2 separate regions of the Drosophila melanogaster genome follow, and region 2 is linked to region 1. The links are chromatin contacts, called in public Hi-C maps. All regions are on one chromosome and are shown on one strand. The core of a region is the stretch at or near the end of the contact, and the rest is flanking DNA. Distances in the headings are between cores, read along the strand shown.

Evidence for each region. Hi-C and Micro-C count contacts between places; a contact is called where the count stands out from the background.
Region 2: a Hi-C map of the Kc167 cell line shows a contact between it and region 1, with 2.6 times the contacts expected there. A contact is called at or near these places in 2 of 107 Hi-C or Micro-C datasets (the D17-c3 cell line and the Kc167 cell line).

The regions. Positions count from the first base shown.
Region 1 is chr3L:7,508,231-7,512,584 of dm6, reverse strand. CG7546 reads right to left here and starts at 1,599. Exons shown (of 10, transcript NM_168217.4): 1 at 1,143-1,599; 2 at 957-1,074; 3 at 669-880; 4 at 1-612. The coding sequence starts at 1,208. It also overlaps asRNA:CR45896.
Region 2 is chr3L:7,933,794-7,938,019 of dm6, reverse strand. It overlaps Srp9 (Signal recognition particle 9), which reads right to left and starts at 1,647. Exons shown (of 2, transcript NM_139906.3): 1 at 1,405-1,647; 2 at 762-1,339. The coding sequence starts at 1,545. The coding sequence ends at 1,247. It overlaps syd (sunday driver), which reads left to right and starts at 1,900. Exons shown (of 14, transcript NM_001300046.1): 1 at 1,900-2,642. The coding sequence starts at 2,541.

The DNA of each region.
Region 1 (4,354 bases), core at 350-2,849:
GCCGCCTTCGGCAGCCGCGTCATTTGCTGATCCAACCGAGGATGTGGGAGTCTCTGCTGCAGTGACTTGCTGGCCACCAACTGCTCCTTCCGCCTCCGGCTCTGGTGTTGGCGTGACCGAACGATCTGATGCTCCATCGGCCACTTCGTCGTCCGTTTCGATAACATCCTCGATAATCACAGTAGCAGCTGTGGTTTCACCACTAGCATTACTTGCAGCTCCACTGGCTGCTCCCTCACTTGTTATAGCTTCGGCTGTTCTCTGCTGGCTCGTCTCGCCATTCTCATTGGTATAAACCGTGGGCAGCTGAACCACCGTATAGTTGCGTGCTCCTGTATGCGAAAGAGCAGCGGTCACGGCATCTTGGACCATATCGATGATGTTATTGTTGCGTGGCAGATCAGTCGAGGAGACACCTACTTCCACGACTGTGGACTCCATCGACCAGCGACCGCGCTGCAGAATGTCCAGTGATTGATTGTTCAGGCCAACGGCAGGATTTTCCAGATAAGCTGCTATATTGTCAGCGCAATCGATCATGTGCAGGGCGACCGTGATGCGGTTAATGCAGAAGGACGACGAGTTGGGATAACGATTCGGTGGAGGACGTGTCTGCTAAGATACGTTTAAATACGCGTGTTGAAAGAGCTTTCATCTTAATGGCTTACCCCAGCTACTGGACCATTGTTCACCGGTATGGCCATGGTGCCCACCAGCATTCCATCGAGGGCGCGGAAGTACGGAGAAGTACGCATTCCGGGCGGCGGCGGACGTGCCACATTGCGGAAGGTTCGCATGGGTTCATCATTGTTGCGGGCATTGGCTCCGCGCTGCGAGAATGGTGGTCGTTCGGCCACATGGAGCACCTTGCCATCCACATCTGCATGGGCATTGATATTGTTGTATTAGATATAAGTGCATATATATATGTGGGTGCTCCCGGGGGCATGACTCACCATATTCCTTCACCTGCTTATCATCGACCAGAACGCGACCCTGGTAGATGATACGCTGGTTTTCCGCCGCAATGTTAGTCTTCTCGGCTATTTGGTCCTTGAACTGGCGGATGGTGAGCTGGAAATGGGTGGGGTGCATGGATATAAAGAAGCCCCTAGACCTGGACACACAACCTCAAACATTACCTCATTGTCGATGCTGAATTCGTGGATGCGCGCATCTAAGGTCTTCACCTTAAGGTTTATGAGCATTTTCCGGCCGGACTGCGTCGCAAATCAATTGAAAATCTCGTTTTTCTTTCGGTTTTCCCCGTGCCGTGCAAAAAAACAGTCGAAAAGGGTTCGTTGGTGGAGGGGGGAAGGCGGGGAATCTTGTCGGTGTCGCTGTCACCTGCTCTCTCGCTCGCACTCGCTGTCGTTGGCCTTTGGCTTTTCCGGACACGTTTTCGCACTGCTCAACTAGCGGTAAATATGTATACGTTTTCACTGATCTCCGCCTGCTTTCGGATCGGGCAAATATATGCTGGGCTTCTATGCTAACGCGCCGAGCGACTTTGCAATTCAACAACAGCAGTGGACGAGAATAATTACTGGAATTTGACAGTGTGGCAGTGTTGCCAACTCTCGGAGTGAAAGAGCAGCCAAATGCCATCTTGTAAAAAGCTAAACTAGCAGGTATTGATAAATAAATTCCGTTTTAAAGCAAAAATTAAGCGATCTGTCAAAAATGATATGTATTGTATGGAGCAGTTGAAAATTATTTTATTGAGTTTGGTAACGATTACAAAAATTGGAATATGCAGATAAATAACCTTTTTTCTGAAGCTTAAAATATATTATAACAAAAATATATTATAACAACTTGTCTTAAGATTAAAATATAATATATTATATTAATTTGTCTGAAGTTTAAAATATAATAGCTGCATATGTCTACAAAATAGATAAGTTGCCAGCTCAGCATATAGTACACAAAATGTCCTAAAATACCCAAATTATTATTTCAGTGGCAAACACAAAGAAGAATACAGCACTGTTAGCATTGACTCAAACCAGAGTGCACGAATTTTTTTCTTGTCTGGCAGCCCTAAAAACCACTTAGGCGGTTCTTTTGAATTTGTACTAAATATATTAATCTGTTTTATTTATATTGTTTTTGAACATTCTTTGCTATCCTAACCTAACCGAAAGGTATAATATCTCCAGGGAATTGCCTAGACTCTTGCCCACAATGTAAAGCGTGTGGGGCATGAGCGAGATGAGCGCTATAAAAACGTTTAAAGAACTGCACATGTGAAATACAATTCACCCATCAACCTTTTCGCCCCTAACCCCACACCAACCCTTAATCACCCCACCGCCTTTGACTGCATCCTGTGGGAATTTTTGGGCACTGCACATGAAAAGCGGCGTTTGAATAATAAAGAAAAGAAAACACGGAAAACAGGGGAAAGTCAGCCAAGACGCAAAGGTGTAGGGCAACTTTTCGCTTTGAATATTTAAGTGGCGCTGTGGCATCGGTAGTGGAAGTAAAATAAGCAGAAGGCTGCGAAGGAAAGCCAACCGCAGCTAACACAATTTTTCGCATACCCCTTGCCGGAATTGTGCGGAAATTTGATTTAATGTCTGCGATTGTGAGCCTTTCCACGGGCTCAAAGTGATTGCGACGAGCCCTTATTTTCCGGACTGAAAAGATGCCACGGAAATGGGCAGTGGCAGATTGCCGAGTGCACCATTCTCTTTGAGGATTTTTTTTTTTTTTAACTGAGTTTTTAGCAAGCAATTGAATGATTAATTACAGTATTTTCAAAAAAATACCTTGCTTAAAGTTTGTAGATTTTTTTTTTAATAATAAAAGATGTTTTTGTAAGCTTGTTGTCAGGATATATGCTATGTTTAAATGTTTGATTCCCAATTAAGCATTTTGAGAAAATTGATGTACAAATTACAAACAGTTAATTGTATTAAAATGCTCAGCCTACATTTCGCTTACAATATGGATTATGCTTGGCGTGAAAGTATAAATAATAATTATTAACGTTTTTCACCGACTTTGCGCGGTCCAAGTGCAAGTTTTACAATTTACAAATTGCTTTTAAATGGGCTGTGAAAAGTTTTAATGAGTTTTCCACGCAGCCGTCCTTCATCTAAGCGCCCAGTACATTCCGCCCACCGCCTTGTCAACGATTTCTGTTTATGCATTTTCATTTTCATTATCATTCCCTTTTTTTCGACCAGCACTGCCCTCTCGTTTTCCGCTTTCCATTTGTTATTAAGCTAACGCTTTCCGTTACTTTTTATTACTTTTTTGCACCAAAAGTTTTTCCTGTCACAGTGGGTGGGCGTGGCACTACATTGAAAGTGTTTTTTTTTTTTTGTTGTTGTGGGCGGGGGCAAAGGTCGCCTTATGAAATTATATCAATCGGGCAGATTGATAAGTCGCTGCTCTTGGCAGCTGGTAAATGACATTTGCTTTTTCCAATTGTTCATATTTTCATTAAGCAACATTTGAATTTTCCCGAATGTAACCTGTAATCGCTTCACTTCAGAATCAGAATTAGAAATGTATTCAAGTACGAGTTTCCGCATTGCATGGCTACATTTCTAATTTCGGTCTGGTCAAGAACAGGGCCCCAGAGCAAGTCTCACGTCAAATTAAATCAAGCTGTAATATAAAGAAAATTGAAGCCAAGTCCCCTTTGTGCCATAAACTACGGATGGCCAAGGAGCATGCGGTGTGGGGGAAAATGAGACTGGCCTTGGTGTGCGAGTGGGTGGGGTGGTTTCCGCAGCTGATTGGCAATATAACACCAAGGAACCTTAGCATTCATGGCGGAATTTAACCCGTGTGCCAGTAGTTCAGATTCAACAGAGTTTTGTGGTTAATATTTTATTTCTCTCGTAATTTATAATATAGAAATTTGTTCAAACAAGTGCTTATCAAAATATGTACCTAAATATCACCAATGTACTGAAGAAATTTATGTTTATTACAAATATACACATTAAATCTTTAAACAAATGAACAACCACTTGTAATTGCCAGTATATAAATTCGACCTGCTAAATGGCAACTGCACTGGCCTCATAAATACAAGCGCCAACTAACCGTGCCAATTTATGGTCAACACTTAATCTAAGCTGTCAATGTGGATGCAACACCAGCGGTAAGAACTACAAAACTTGGCCAACAGAGGAGTGTGTGTAGTGGGTGACTAGTGGCTAGTATCGTAATTGGCGGGGATTACGACAAAACGTAAAAGTGCAGAACGGCATGTGAATGCGGAAGTCGAACTCGCAATTGGCCAAAGTGAAGAAGTCGTAAAGTTTTAGTTGCATTCTGCCGTCTTCGCCTCCGAATTGGACGCTTAATTTATGTTTCAATTCCAATTAGCCAG
Region 2 (4,226 bases), core at 398-2,897, 430 kb before region 1:
GGCTGATCAAAAGGTCCGCTCGAGCGGATCTCTGTGGGTCAAGCAAACGCTTCGACTTAATCCAAGGTGGCTACTGAGTTGCCTCCCGTTCAACAGGTATGTATGTAGATAGATCCCACCTCAAACGGAGTGCATTCTGCATTCTCAGCAAACACTTGTGGACTACCGATCGTCCAGTGTCCCAATGTCCGAGTGTCCAATTGTCCAATCCAGTGGCCAGCGGTTCCAGTCGTTCCATCAATCTTTTGCGGCGGGCTGCTGTCAATCTCCTGCGGCAAATAAACTCGAGTGCCTCTCGCAGGCAAATAACCAATATTTGCTCTCGGATTATTAAGTGAGCCAGCATCCCATTCCGCTGTCCATTTCCAGTTCCCATCGGTGGTTCTTCGGTTCCTCCTCCTGCTTTCAGGTGGCTTGTTAACTGTTTGCTCGGGCTGTTTAATCGCTTTAATGGTTAGGCAATTAAGAGTTCTTCGGAAAACGTCTCCGAATGCCAACTACTCCCTCTTCTTGTGCTGGAAATATTAATAAATTCTTTTGATATGCTCCGAAAGAAATTACATCCATTTCAGGTAACATGAGTAATACTTAGAACGAATAAAATATTCTTTTATGTGAAAAATATGGCAGGTTTGGTTGCATTACCTATTGGAAACTTAATTTTGGAATAGATTGATTGATCTAGATATATATAAAATGGGGTTTTTAAACCAAATTAATGATAAAAACACCAAAAGATTGATTAGTCTCGTTGCATTTTTCAGTTCTCCCTTGATTTATTTCATGCTAATCGTTTCATGGAAATGTGTTGAAAGACCGATTGACTCTTACGATAAATACAAAACCGTATGGTTAACATTATGAAAAACATTTTGCACCGCCGCCGCTGCCTGCAGATGGGGATTTGGACCACCAGAAGAGAAGTAATGATGATGATGATTCCATCCGCAGTTCATTCGCAACGTGTACAGAGCAGACATTTATAAAATGTCGTTTAAAAGCAGGCTAAATGCAGCAGCTACTCTGATCGCCACATTCGAATGTCAAAAACTCGGCGGCTTTTTTGGTGCTTAAAAACTAAATTCAATGCGGGTGTTGATGGCACACACACAAGCACACACCTGCTCCGGCGAAGCAACAACAACATTCGTGGCCGATTCATATGCTCATGCATGTGCTATGATCTTTGTTGTTGTTCCTGGGCAGAAGTGTCGCCGTGGCCAAAAAGTTTCTGTTTTTCTGCGTTCTATTCCTTGGACGCCATGTGTCCCACCAAGTTGCTGGTGATCTTCTCGATTTTTCTGAGATCCGGCATGTTCTCCGCTTTGTACTGCACACACTGTGGTTTAATGAAGTAAAAATTTAAAAATGTGTTTTGCACTGATAATGGAATTGGGTGCAAACCTTAACGTTGTCCGTCATTTTTAGCAGAATGTGGCCCTTGGAGTGCGCGTATTTCATGGTAAGTCGACAGTTCTGTGGATTGGCCAAGTACATGTTCTCGACGGCAATCTCGAAATCATCCCAGTTCTTTACAAAAACCATTTTTTATTTAAACAAATGGAAATCCAGGCGAAATTATTAAAAACAACAACAGCAACTGGACGGCGTGACGTTGAAGCTATCGAAAAAATACCAAACCAACAAGCCAAAACTATTCGATAACGAATAGCTCAACAGCTGAACACCCCATTGTGAATGTCTTAGTATTTTTCAAATATTTGCTGACGGTTTTTCAAACAAGGGCCTTTCTAAATTTAAACTTTACATAAATCGAAAATATTAGAAATAAATATAATTAATTTTAGTAAGTTACGGTGTAATAATTTGCTAAACATTACTTAAGTGCGACCGTAAAACACCTAGTTAAAAATACCACTTCGCCAATGCAAGGTGATCGGTATTTTCAGGGTAACACGTTCACACCCACCCACACATCGTAGCTGCGCTGCAAAGTGTTTCAATATTTATTGCAAAAATGGTGTGAAAAACCACTGATTCGCTTAAATTTAGTGCTCAATCGTAAGCAACGGATGGCCGCGAAGGCGTCGGCAGTGAAATTCGCGAGTAACATTGCTGAAAATACATCGAAAAGCAAACGCGAAAAACGATGAAATCTAGTCAATCAAATATTGTGAATGGATGTGAAAGAGAAGAAAGAGGGGCGCAAAACGAAAACGCAAATAATAAGTGACACGCAGAAGCCAGCTAAAGTGCAGTTTATTTAAATATACTAGAGATCTGTTCAAAATATAAATATAATCTCACAAATCATCAAAAAGTCAAGTGTCTGTGTGTGGTGTGTGCGTGTGTGTGGGAGTCTCTCTCTCTTTTTCTCCCTCTTTTCTTCCCCATCTACCGTGTTGTTATTCTGGTGGGGTTGAAAAGCCATTGCCTGCATAACGGTTAACGCGTGACGTACGACCCATCAACAGCAGTCAAGTGCAGCACCCTACCGCCCCTCGCCCTTCCTAAAGAGTAGAGAGCACACCTCCTTTATAAATAAAGAGATCCTCCGATCCACCCAAACACCATTCATCATGATGGACAACGATGATGCACTGCTCAACAATGGAGGACCACAGTCCGGAGCTGAAACTGTCTACGGTACCGAGGACAACAACATGGTCATGTCGGAGAAGGTAATAGTCCATCCACAAAAGCCCTCTTTCATCTTGTCCCACTGAGAAGTAACCAGATCACTCGGAATGGGAATAGTCTTAAGTTTCAATAGCAGTCCATTGATAGTTTATAGCCAGGAAAATTCACTGTGATACCATTGACTAATTTATACTATTCACTGAATCATACGGGCGTTTCTGATTCTCCCTTAAATTTGATAACGCACAATAAGTAGGTTTAATCTGTTCTGGTTCTCTGCTCCTTACCATCCACATTCAGACCCACTCGTATCGTACAAGTAACACAAACACGAGATAATGAGGCTATAAAAGTGTTCCAAGCGGAAATACAATCGCAGAAATATGCTTTCTTTGCACATCATTCTTGCTCTCTTCGTATCTCTTTCTTGTTTATATACCCTTAATTATGTAAAAACGCAGCCAACAATTGTTTATTATGCATCAGCTGACGTCTGTGGTCATTGACATTAAAGCTGGCGAAAAATAGTAGCCAAAAATGGGTAGAAAAAGAGAGTTAGAGAGCAAAAGAAGGGTAAGAAGCCGGGGACCAGAAATCAATAAAGTCAGTCAGTTGGCCCTCAAATTTTATGACCACCTCACGCAATATTCTGCAGAGAAAGAAATACCATGTCATAAATTTTGTTAAACATCTCTTATCTGATAAGCTATAGAAATTCTAGAACATCAAACACAATAATTATAGTTTTGGCGTTTATAATTATTTATAACCATAAAGTATAGGTATTTTTAGGTTCAACAACTTTTTCAAAATCAGTTCAATAAAATGGTATGACACCATAAAAGCTTATCGATTTTTATAGCCTTAAAACTCCATATATGTATATAGTATATTGGATTCCTCAACTGCCCCATCTACAGTCTGGTCTATTTTTAATTTTCACCCCAATTCCCCGATTGATTTTGCACTTTATCAGCTTCGCTAGCTTTAATCGGTCTATGCAAATCAAATCAGGGGGCCTTCCCTCTCAATTTCGTACTCATATAAGTGTTATTTCGCTATCCTCACCACGAAATGAGCTCATCAGGTTCCCCAATTCATAGTTCTTGGCGCACATGGGCGGCTGATAAGCTACCTGTTAATTGAGTAATGAGTTCAAACAGGCACTTTGAAGCGGGAAGCATTGCTGACACGCCGATAAAAACTTGTTTTTTAGCCCAACGAGCGCAGAAACCATTTGTGAAACAAGTCTGACCAAAAATGTTTGAATACTTTAGCTAGTTGGCCTTATAGGTTGGCCCAACCTTGGGCGGTTGACGGGTTTTTATTAGAGAATTACCGTCTCTTGCAATGTAAATGCCAAGAAATGCCGTGTAAAACTTAAAAACTAAATTAAACTCCAATTAAAATCATTTAAATACGTGAAAACGCATGGTATATCTTTTTATTTTATTATCTTATTTAACACATTTATCGTAAATAATTTTGCACCAACCTCACTCATTCATCATGTACTTATTCATAAGACGGGTTTTATTTGCACATTTTTCATTTAATCAATTTGTTGAAAATTTTGTTTTTTATGTGTCCTTTACACCATGTTTTTGTTCTTTTCTTTCTCTTTC